3 separate regions of the Mus musculus genome follow, and all the other regions are linked to region 2. A link is a contact called in public Hi-C and Micro-C data. All regions are on one chromosome and are shown on one strand. The core of a region is the stretch at or near the end of the contact, and the rest is flanking DNA. Distances in the headings are between cores, read along the strand shown. Region 1 overlaps Cep164 (centrosomal protein 164). Region 2 holds the start of Cep164 (centrosomal protein 164). Region 3 overlaps Cep164 (centrosomal protein 164).

Evidence for each region. A called contact is a pair of places that touch in the nucleus more often than the background predicts.
Region 1: a Micro-C map of embryonic stem cells shows a contact between it and region 2, with 3 times the contacts expected there. The contact joins the enhancer-like site here to the promoter of Cep164 in region 2. A contact is called at or near these places in 2 of 15 datasets of contacts at CTCF or cohesin (large pre-B cells and pro-B cells), 7 of 484 Hi-C or Micro-C datasets (the AtT-20 cell line, B cells, the G1E-ER4 cell line and 4 more), 3 of 115 datasets of contacts at active chromatin or transcription factors (the SCID.adh cell line and embryonic stem cells) and 4 of 9 other capture datasets (adipose tissue, embryonic stem cells, liver and 1 more).
Region 3: a contact with region 2 is called in a Hi-C map of germinal center B cells, with 4 times the contacts expected there. The contact joins the enhancer-like site here to the promoter of Cep164 in region 2. A contact is called at or near these places in 1 of 39 promoter capture datasets (macrophages), 2 of 15 datasets of contacts at CTCF or cohesin (large pre-B cells and pro-B cells), 8 of 484 Hi-C or Micro-C datasets (the AML12 cell line, B cells, the G1E-ER4 cell line and 4 more), 2 of 115 datasets of contacts at active chromatin or transcription factors (both in embryonic stem cells) and 3 of 9 other capture datasets (adipose tissue, liver and pancreatic islet).

Annotation. Positions count from the first base shown.
Region 1 is chr9:45,767,398-45,770,839 of GRCm38.p6, reverse strand. It overlaps Cep164 (centrosomal protein 164), which reads left to right. Exons shown (of 30, transcript NM_001081373.3): 27 at 1-145; 28 at 1,365-1,431; 29 at 2,197-2,319; 30 at 2,477-3,442. The coding sequence ends at 2,582. Among named protein-coding and RNA genes, the nearest start is that of Cep164, 60 kb to the left of the region's middle. Within about 2 kb of position 2,184, at least 19 of the 459 cell types and tissues checked have an H3K27ac peak or open chromatin away from gene starts, as enhancers often do. A contact at or near this core is called in the AtT-20 cell line and embryonic stem cells, where this site is marked.
Region 2 is chr9:45,827,060-45,830,441 of GRCm38.p6, reverse strand. It overlaps Cep164 (centrosomal protein 164), which reads left to right and starts at 1,779. Exons shown (of 30, transcript NM_001081373.3): 1 at 1,779-1,940.
Region 3 is chr9:45,787,381-45,790,987 of GRCm38.p6, reverse strand. It overlaps Cep164 (centrosomal protein 164), which reads left to right. Exons shown (of 30, transcript NM_001081373.3): 11 at 3,477-3,562. Among named protein-coding and RNA genes, the nearest start is that of Cep164, 39 kb to the left of the region's middle. Within about 2 kb of position 2,352, at least 42 of the 459 cell types and tissues checked have an H3K27ac peak or open chromatin away from gene starts, as enhancers often do. A contact at or near this core is called in the G1E-ER4 cell line, germinal center B cells, pro-B cells and 1 more, where this site is marked.

The sequences.
Region 1 (3,442 bases), core at 935-3,434, 60 kb after region 2:
GCCAAGCTCTCCTCCTTATCTTCCATCACACCCATGTCCACCCAGTGGGCCTGGGACCCAGGGCAGGGCACCAAGCTGACCTCTTCCTCCTCCTCTCAAACTGTGGATGATTTCCTGCTGGAGAAGTGGCGCAAGTATTTTCCCTGTAGGTCCCTACCTCCACATCTCTTCCCTTTGTCCCATGTCCTTTCTTTTTCTTTTGCCTACCCCTTATCTTTGCCATCATCTTTGGTCCATTGGCTCTGTCTGTGGGGGCCTGGGGAAGGAAGACCTTTGCCGGTCGCTCTCCAGCTAGAGGCTCTGTGCGGGGAAGCTTTACACTGAGCCTGCACTGCTTGGAGCTGTTATTATCAATGCTAGAGCTTGGCAGAATTTTAAAAAGTTACTATTGTTGTCCTATTGTCTGCCATTAGTACAGTACACTATGGCATTTACACACACACACACACACACACACACACACACACACACCTTCATTTAGTCTATGTTATAGTTCTCAGGTAGTAGTTATTTATCCCAGTGTCTTAGTCAGGGTTTCTATTCCTTCACAAAACATGATCAAGAAGCAAGTTGGGGAGGAAAGGGTTTATTCAGCTTACACTTTCCACACTGCTGTTCATCACCAAAGGAGGAAGGCAAGACTGGAATTCAAGCAGGTCAGGAGGCAGGAGCTGATGCAGAGGCCATGGAGGGGTGCTACTTACTGGCTTGCTTCCCCTCTCTTGCTCAGCTTGCTGTCTTATAGAACCCAAGACTACCAGCCCAGGGATGGCACTGCCCACAAGGGGCCCTCCCCTCATTGATCACTAGTTGAGAAAATGCCTTACAGCTGGATCTCATGGAGGCATTTCCTCAAGTGAGGCTCAGGCTCCTTTTTCTGTGATAACTCCAGCTTGTGTCAAATTGACACACAAAACCAGTCAGTACAGTTCCCATTTTATAGCTGAGTAAGCTGAGACTCTGAGGGTTAGTAGTAAACTCCAGAGTACCCTTCGAATGAGTGAGTCATATACCAAGTTTTGACCCTGTGCTTATGACCCCGTGGCCCTGGCTTCTGCTCTGGGACCTAGTTTTGCCTTGTCGAGTAACATAAGTCAGAAAGGCAACCATTTGAGGGAAAAAAAATGTAAAAAACAAAAAAGTCTTTCGGCTCAGCCCAAATTGAAAACGAAATTTTTAGAATCAAAGTAAACAGGACAGTTCTTGTCTGTCACCTGTCTCTCACCTCCAGCATGGCAACATTCCCTGCCATTGTTTGTTCTGGGGACATCCTTTTCTGGGAATGCAGGGGCACTGGTAGTGAATGTGGAGGTGGCCTGCTGGGGCTGGGGCTGCCCTTAGACCCCATCTTCTTGCTGTTCCAGCTGGCATCCCGTTGCTCAGTGGCTCTCCTCCCCCACCGGAGAACAAGCTGGGTTATGTGTCTGTAAGGTAAGTCTCTGCGCTGGGTGTGGCCTCACAGTTTAGATCTTTACTGTACCCCCCTGGGCCAATGGCACCATGGACAGATGGGAACAAACCTCATGATCCTGTTGGCCTGGAGCCCAGACAGGTCCCCAGCCCAGAGACACCTACATCTTGCCTTTTCTGAGAAACTCCACCACGGCAAGTAAACAGTCAGATCGCCGCTGCCAAGGTTCAGTGGATGTGAGGCAGGGTGTGTGGGCTCTGCAGGTGTTGCCCATCGGGGGAGAGACTGAGGTGAAGCCCAGCTCATCCCGTGGCCCCACCAGCCCTGGAGTCTGACCCGGCTTTGCCACTGAACTCTTTGATTCCTATGGCAAGCGATTATTTGGTCCTGTTATCCATTTCCTGTTCATCTCACTCTCTGGCAAATATCTTGTTCTCGCCACCTCAGCCCTAACTGTAAACCCCCACAAATTTATCTCTGCTCTCTGGGCCAGCCCGAGAGCTGCTGCTGTGTAAGTATCTGGGTGGACAGAGGGAGCTCTTTGCTGATGAGAACGGCCGAGGATGGACAGATGCGAAGGTCCAGAGTAAACTTTGCATGAGATGCTCAGGAAGGGGGTGGAGGGCAGCCAAGACCTTCCTTTTGGGGAACTGATGCCCCTCCGCATTACCAGAGAAGGCCCTTTGATTGCTGGAGGCCTTACAGAGGTGAGAGAGGGTCGCAGAGAGGCGGGGCTCCGTTCGGGCGTGCCGCCAGCTTCCTGCCTGCTCTCCTCCCTTTTCCAGTGAGCAGCTCCACTTCCTGCAGCGCTCCCACCCTCGAGTCCCCAGGACGGATGGTGTCAGCATTCAGAGCTTGATCGATTCCAACCGGAAGTGGCTGGAACATTTCCGGAACGACCCCAAGGTGTATCCTTTTAGCTGGTCCCCAAGCTTTAGTCCCTCCCGGTGATAGCAACTTGACTGGCCTGCTCTCCACCACCGGCCTCGGTGGTGTCGGAGAATACCCCTTTGGACCGTAGACCCTTTCTCTCAGCCGTCCAGTTTTCCTTCACTTTGTGACCAGACAGCTTTTCTCCTCGGCGCCCAAAGCAACAACCACATCGAACTTATCGAACCTCCTGCAGCTGGGCCTGGACGAGAACAACAGACTGAATGTGTTTCATTACTGAACCCCGTGTGGGGCGGGGCAGGGCGGCCTCCTCCTCTATTACAAGTGCCTGAGGAGCCGCCAACATTTTATTTCTCTCATCAAGCATGTCCTCCGTTGTGAACCCCACCGAGGACTTAGAGGAACCACCGGGTTAGATAGGTGGAGAGTACGGCTGTAGACGGCCACGCACGCTTCAACCATGGACTGTCCTGAGCAGAAACATGTGGACATATGCGAGCTTCTGCACCAAAGTGGCACTGAGATGTGGGCTGCTGAAGACTTCAGGGGTGTGGACACCTTAGTTAAAGCGACTGCTATGGGAGGCTTAGGGATCCTCCTTGGAGGTTGGCCCCCTGCTGAGGATGTGGTCCTTTATTCACATGGCCTCCTAGCATGGCATGCCCTGGCACTTTGGCTGTGCTGGGTCTGTGCCCCTTTCGGATACCTCAGCCCCGACAGGATCATACCCGTCCCTCTCTTTTTGCCTTTTTTTTTCTTTGTAAATGTCTTCTGACTGTCACAAGTTTGGGCTCAGCTGCCTGAGCCCGGCTGGATGTTGCTAGAGGGGCCCCGAGGGATGTTCTGTCTCCTTCCCCTCGGCTGGCACCGTGATTTCCTCACGATTCTCAGGAGCAGCCCTCTCCCCCCTTAGGGTGCTCTGTGGAGCTCTTCCTTGCCCTCAGGTTTCAAGCACCTATCTTTCCAGGAAGCCAAAAAAGCCATAGGGAAAGAGGGGAATGCCTTCTGCCCCATCTTGATATTTCTCTTCTTTAACTCGAGTGTGTCTATGAGCCCTATTTCCATCTGTCCTTCTATCTGGGCCGCCCCTAGCCCAGTCCAACTAGCAACTCTGTCCAGAGCTCAGTGGATGGAACTGAT
Region 2 (3,382 bases), core at 530-3,029:
TCTGTAGACCAGGCTGGCCTCGAACTCAGAGATCTGCCTGCCTCTGCCTCCCAAGTGCTGGGATTAAAGGTGTGAGCCACCACTGCCCAGCTCTTTCTTTCTTGAGGCAGCAGCTCACTATACAGTCCTGGAACTGGATATGTAGACCTTGCCAGTCTAGAATTCATAGAAATCTGCTTGTCTCTATCATTCTTTCTCCTCCTCCTCCTCCTCCTCCTCCTCCTCCTCCTCCTCCTCCTCCTCCTCCTCCTCCTCCTCCTTATTTTTGACTTTTTCCTGACAGGGTTATTCTGTGTTACAGCCTGACAGTCTTGGAACTTATTTTGTAGACCTGGCTGGACTTGAACCCACAAAGATATGACTGTCTCTGCCTTCTGGATGTTGGGAATAAAGGCTTTGGGATTCAGTGTGGTTCAGTCACCACTATCTAGCTGCTTTTTTCAAAAAATATTTTATTCTTTTATGTGTTCCAGTGTTTTGCCTGCAGGTATGTCTGTGTACCACATGTCTGTGTTCACATGTGTTTGCCTGGTGTGGGTAGAAGCCAGAAGAGGTGTTGGATCCTCTGGAACTAGAGTTTCTGCTGGTTGTGAGCTGCCTCGTGCTTGCTGGGAATCAGACTCTGGTCCTCCCGCAGAGCAGCAGGTGTTGGCAGCTGCTGAGCTGGTTCTACAGCCTCAGATGGCAAGTCTTGTGTATAGGAAGCTATGGGCAGTGTTTAGTTATGTCTGATATAGTCATGATATGGCATCTCTTCTATGTCTGGTCCAGTGGCCCCTTGGGGACACTTTTAAAGATTGTGATGATAATGAGGAGCAGTGATTTTTTTCCCCATCTGTGGTGAGAATAAAGGAATTGCAGAAAGATTTGACGTTAAACATGAGAAACACATCCTGATGTCTGGTTTGAGATCCCTAGTAACAACACTCGCAATTTCTCCTTGTCGGCTTAGACTCTAGCGGCGCAGGACTCGGTTTTAAATTTACAATAGTAGAGTGGGAGAGATGATGGTTCAGCCGTTGAGAGCACTGTTGTTCTTGCAGACGACCTAGGTTTGGTTTCTAGCACCCACAAGGTGGCGCACAACTGCTTACAACTCCAGTTTCAGGGGATGCAGTGCCCTCTTCTGGCCTCCATGACTATCAGGTATAATGTAGACAAAACATCCACACACTTAAAATTTTTTTTGAGACAGGGTCTCACTGTGTAGTCCCAGCTGGCTTGAAACTCACTATATAGACCAGGCTAGTCTCAAACGCACAGAGATCTGTCTGCTTTGTGCCCCAAGTGGTGGCATTAAGGGCTTGTGTTATCAGATCCCGGTCCACGTATAATACATTAAAAGGAAAAAGTTAGTAGGCAGCTCTCTTGACAACCGAGTCATCTCTCCAACCCCTTCATAGTTCTTTTATTAAGGGCCCAATCAATAGGTTGACCACTGATAATCACTGTTGTTCGCGTGATTTTACTCGACCTTTACAAAATGATGGTCTATAAATGATTGTTAATTTTGCTTAATTAATAGTAATAGTAGATTATTATTAATATTATGAATGCTTCCTTTCGTCCGCGGGAGAAATTCTCTTATCTACCTTCAGGTCTCTCTTTTAACCTCTTTGTGGTGGGAGTGGGATTGTGCTTATTCACTATTTTGAACTACAACTTTCAGGATGCAACGGGCAAAGCCTCGTGGGGGAACTTCAACCAATCCAATGCCAACGCTCTCAGTCAGCGACCTATTGGCTCTTGGTAGAGGCGGGCCTCTCAGTTGCTAGGCCAGTGCCTTTCCGGAAGTGGTTGCTGGTCGCTGCAGGGCAACACCCCGGCGTCCCTGGAAGCGGGGAGCCGGACACCCCGGCGTCCCTGGAAGGTGGGGGGCCGGGGTGGTGCTGGGGAGGAGGCGCAGAGCCATCCTCCCGGAAACCCCGGATCGGGGACAGGTGAGATCTCGGAGCCAGGCTTGGTGGCGTGGCAGGAGTTTGCAGGGAGCTGAAGCGTTGTGAGGTGTTGCTGCGCGGGAACTAAGCTGGGAGAGAAGAGCCCTCCGGCGTGCGGGGCCTGGCTTTCTAGCCTCTCCTGAATCTACACCCTACCGCCATTGCCCAGCCCATTCCTGGGCTATCCCAAGTTCAGCCAAGCGCATGGCATCTTTCGGCCAGCTGGGCAAGAGAGGAGGTTTGGGGTTTTCTTTGCACTGATTCAGGAATCTACGCCCGGAACCGCTGCCCTCTTCTTGGCCTCGGTGACTCGCCCTCGCGCGTCTGCCAGCTCAGCCCTCTGCAGGCCCCTGCATGCTTTTCTCTGCACTCCATCTCTGGATTGCGACTAGAGCCTCCAGTTACCGGTTGCTCTGGGAAGTACTTGCTGCCTAGCCAGATACCTTACTCGAGCTTAGATGTGCTTGCGGATCATCTCCAACCCGCACCCCCCCCCCGCCGCCCCCCCCCCCGGACCTTCTATCAATGTCTCCCATGTTTCTTGTCTCAATGGAGAACTTCCTCAGTCACTTAGCCCACTCTACGCTGAGAATTCATTCCGCTGTCTGCAGTAGTCATCTGGCATGCTTCAGATTTCTTGGCAGTCGGCTTCTTGGCCTAAAATCACAGTGGACTGGCTGAAATCCTCTCTGCTTTCTCTCTTCTCTTCCTTCACCTAGCTGCGAGACCCTGCTATTCTCCTGCCCTCAGGATTAGCCGCTTTTCATTCAGGTAGCCACTGGCTTGGTTCATAATTTCTTGGCTGCGCTTTCAGAATAACTGCCTCTGATTTTGTCCCCTTTTTGATTGGTTCTTGTGCAGCTGTCAGTCACCTTTCCGAACGGTAACTCTCACCACCTCCAACTTTCTTTATGAAATTCCCATGGCAGCCCCTTATGAAGTCCTGTATACAGCTAAAGCCCTCGCAAGCCCGGACTCGCTGCTCCTTGTCCTTCATTCAAGCAGTCTCTGTATTTGATAAGTGGGGATAGTAAACCTCTAGCTGAGAGGCTGGGGTGGGATGGTGGCGAATAAAGCCCTTGGTACAGTTCTGCCGCATACAAGTGTTCCGGGAAGTGTGTGGTTAGTCCAAGTTTTTGTTGTTATAATTAATCCTTACCCCATCAAGCACATTTGCTGTGCTTGTGCTCCCCCCTCCCCTCCCCCTCATCCCTTCCCCCCTCCCACACTCGAATACTCACATATACACAGATACACACACACACTCACACACACATACACAGACACACACACACTCACATACTCACATATACACAGATACACACACACTCACACACACGTACACAGACACACACACACTCACATACTCACATATACACAGACACACACACACTCACACACACGTACACATCCACACACACACTCACATACTCACATATACACAG
Region 3 (3,607 bases), core at 1,103-3,602, 40 kb after region 2:
TCGGAACATGCTCTCTCTCCAGACACTTGCCTCTGGTGGGCCTTCTGGCCATGATTGCTTTGTTTTGCTGCTGTGCACTGGAACATCCTGGTCCTGCCGTGTTTGTGTGTGTGTGTGTGTGTGTGTGTGTGTGTGTGTGTGTGTGTGTGTGTGTGCATTTCTTCATTCAGCCACTGAGGGTTTACCGCCCGCCCACCCACCCATTCATTCTGGCTCTGCCACCCAGCAGCTGGATCTGCCACTTGCCTTACCAGTCTGCACACGCTGCACCTTGTGACTGCTCCGCCAAGGCCTGCTGCTTCCCCTTTGACCCCTGAGTTTTCTTCTTTAGGCTCTGAGGCCCAGTTCTGGTGTCTGTCTGGAGGAGGTGACTTGTCCCCTCTCTGCTCCCAGTATTCTTACTTTGTTTTTACAACGTTTTGTCTCCTGGGCCTCCACCCAAGGTGCCTGAAACACAGATGCTGTCCTAGAGGAGCTTAAGTCAGGGCGGTTGTTTTTTTTTTCCTTCTCTGGGCTGCTAGAAGAGGGATTCTGGCACATGGACTCTGTGGGTTTTAGGGAGCAGCTGGTTTGAGTGAAACAACAGGATGTTTGCTATGAACCCAGCCTGGGAGCCCTCGGTGGTTTGCATGAGCGTACACATGGGTGCACAGTGTTTTCAGACTACATTTGGCCCCATGCGCTCCTCTCAGGTCCGGCTGGTGCCTTTCTGGGTGATGGCCCCATTACCAGGTCTCTGATAGACTTTGGATACCCCCTGTTGGAAGAGCTGAGGATGTGAAGGCAAGGACAAGGGAAGGTAGGGTTAGGGAGGGAGGGCGTGGAGCAGCTGCACTTGGTGAGGCCCCTTTGGTGACAAGTCACTAGGAAGCCGCCAGGTCCATTGGGCAGGGTAGGTTCTGTGACATGGCTTGGGTTTAACTCCCAGTGGCCACTGCCTGTTGGCAGCCAGTCCTGACAGAGGAAGTTCTAATTCATACTTGAGCCAGTGTGTTGGAGTGTGGGTGGTACGGGATGCTCTGATTGACTGGCCAGCAGTGCCACTGTTGGAGTGAGGGTGGTACAGGATGCTCTGGCTGACTGGCCAGCAGTGCCTCTGACAGGACTCAGCCTGCAGCTGTCTTCCTGTTCTCAAGGTGTGCAAGGGTGGAGCTGGCAGAGGATGCAGCAGCCGCTTCCCAGCACAGAGTCAACCATGCGTGCAGTTGTCTTTGTGGTCCTCTGGGGCTAGCGCCTCCTTCCCTTTGTTCTGGTTCCCAAGGCTAGGAATAGGGAGGGCCTTGGAGTTAAATTATCTTGGGTTTTATTCATCCTCAAAATTATTTTGAGGGCTGGGAGTATAGCTATGGTAGAGTACATGTGTGAAACCCTGGGTTCCATCCCCAGCACCAGAAGAAATGTATACATACAACAAACTGCATATTTGAAGGCACATTTTACCACATATATGCTTTTGAAACTGTAAGCACATTCAAGGCCCCCTTCCATTGTTGGATGCCGACTGTAAGGCTTTATATATCCTCTGTCACTCAGCACTACCTCAGCACCCTGGTCCCTGCCCTTAAAACCCAACGCTCTAAGTTAAGCTTGCAATCCTCCTGCTTCCACCTTGGGACTGGATCTTAAAAACAAAACTCAGGCACAGAGGTAAGGCTGGGAAGCTGGGGTCCTGAGTTTAGCTGGGCCAGAGGCTTGGTGTGTGCTTGTTTCGATCTCCTTTCCAGAGTGCCACCACACGTGTCCCTCACTGGGTCCTTTCTTCCTTTTCCAGGGCAAAAGTTCTAGGGAGCAAGTAAAGCTACTCAGAGGACCCACTGTGTGGCTTTCCCTGAGTTGTCTCTTCTTCTGTGTCAGGAGGCTGCTTCACTTTGTTGCAGAAGTATAATTGTGAAGCAAGAATGGGTCAGGCAGACAGAATGGTGTGGTTGGTGGCCAGCTCCAGTCTGCCTCTGTCTGTCCTCACAGTCCTGGAGTCCTCCATGGCTGTGGGCTCGCTTTGAGTTTGTATTACAGTCACCCTGCTTTGTCACTTACATTTTAGTTGAAGTCCAGTTGACCTGTGTGGTCCCTTTTTCTTTGAGAACCTGAGAACAAGAGGGCGTGCTTTGTAGGGAAGGTGTACCTCAGGAGGAGGCCGAGGTGGGGCAGGGAGGGTGTGCTTGCCGGTCACTGTGTGGCCCAGGCTCTGCCCAGGCCCATGCAATGGAAGTGGCAGCCCTGACAGGGAGCCCTTCTGCCTCAGGCTCTGAGAGGTAACACAAATGCATTGCTAGTTACAGTGTAATCTGGGGAGCTGGGTTTCAGTGCAAGGCCTGCCCTTGGTTAACCACCCAGATGTCAGAGTCAGATACAACTGCTGGGGTTCTGGTAGTCAGAGGGGAAGTGTCGGTATGTTCGGGGCACAGGGCTGGGACAGCATTGGGAAAGACAGAGTGATCTCTCTCCTTCCCCTCCCCTCCCCGTGAACCTGAGTCTCAGAGTAGGCGGTGCTCCTGTCAGGAGGGCCAGTCCTAGAGTGGGGCCTGAGGCTGGCACGGGCTTTTCTTTCTCTCCATCTTAGGCTGAGGGAGAGGATGGGAGAGGAGGAGCCGGCACTGTAGCCTAATTCTTCAGGCGGAAGCTGTGTTCATGTGTAGGACATTTCACCCTTGCTGAAGCCCTGGGACGCATGCTTTACCGACATAGTTGAGGGGAGGAGGGGTTCTCCTGCAGGCTGGACATTCTGGAACAAAGAGTAGGCCCCAGGCTGATGTCACCATTGCGTTTCTTTGCAAAATATTTGAAATCATCAAAAATCGCCTTTTTTTTTTTTTTTTAAACCAGCTTTCTAAATTTGCCTAGATACCCAAGATGTGGATAAGATTTGGGAGTTTATTTTCAAACGGATGCTGTAATAGCAGCCTTGGGGGCTGGCGCGGGGCGGGGAGGGGTGCTCACTGTCTATGATGGGGTTCACTAGAGCAGAGGAAGGAATGTTGTGCTATCATTCTGGGAGTCAGATGGTGCCCTCGGGTTTGGGGCACAGCCTCCCCTGCCCCTCCTAGATCCTGGTAGTTCAGAATTCTTCCTTCCCAATGTACTTGGTCTAACCATTTTATTTTGTCACCCCTGTACCACGGCCTTGCTGACCCAGGCCTCAGTGAGTTTAGATCATCGCCTTCTCTTTGCAACTAGCAGTGCAGGCTCTGGGCAGCAGGCCAGGTTCTTAGGGTACCTCCCCCCCCCCCGCCCTGTTTCTGGCTCTTATCTATGTATATAGTGACCATATTTATGTATCTCCTGTTTCAGCTGTGGGTCATGGGCTTAGCTAGAGCTTAGGAAGTTTCATTCTACAGACAGACCTGTCCTGTGTCTCAGCAGCCCCTGTCCTCTCCAGAGGCACCGTGGTGTACCTGCTGACCGTTTGACTCAGTGGGATGAGACACTGGCGCTGCAGAGCCCCCTAAAGCACTTCTTCCCCGACTTCCTGCTTTCAGGCCCAGGGGTTAGACCAAGAAGAACAAGATGACAGCAAATCCAGCATCGCTGAGCCACAGAGCAAGCATACCCAAGGCTCCGAGAGGTATGTACAGTGGGAGGTTGTGTGTGTCAGGAGGGTGTGGGCGTG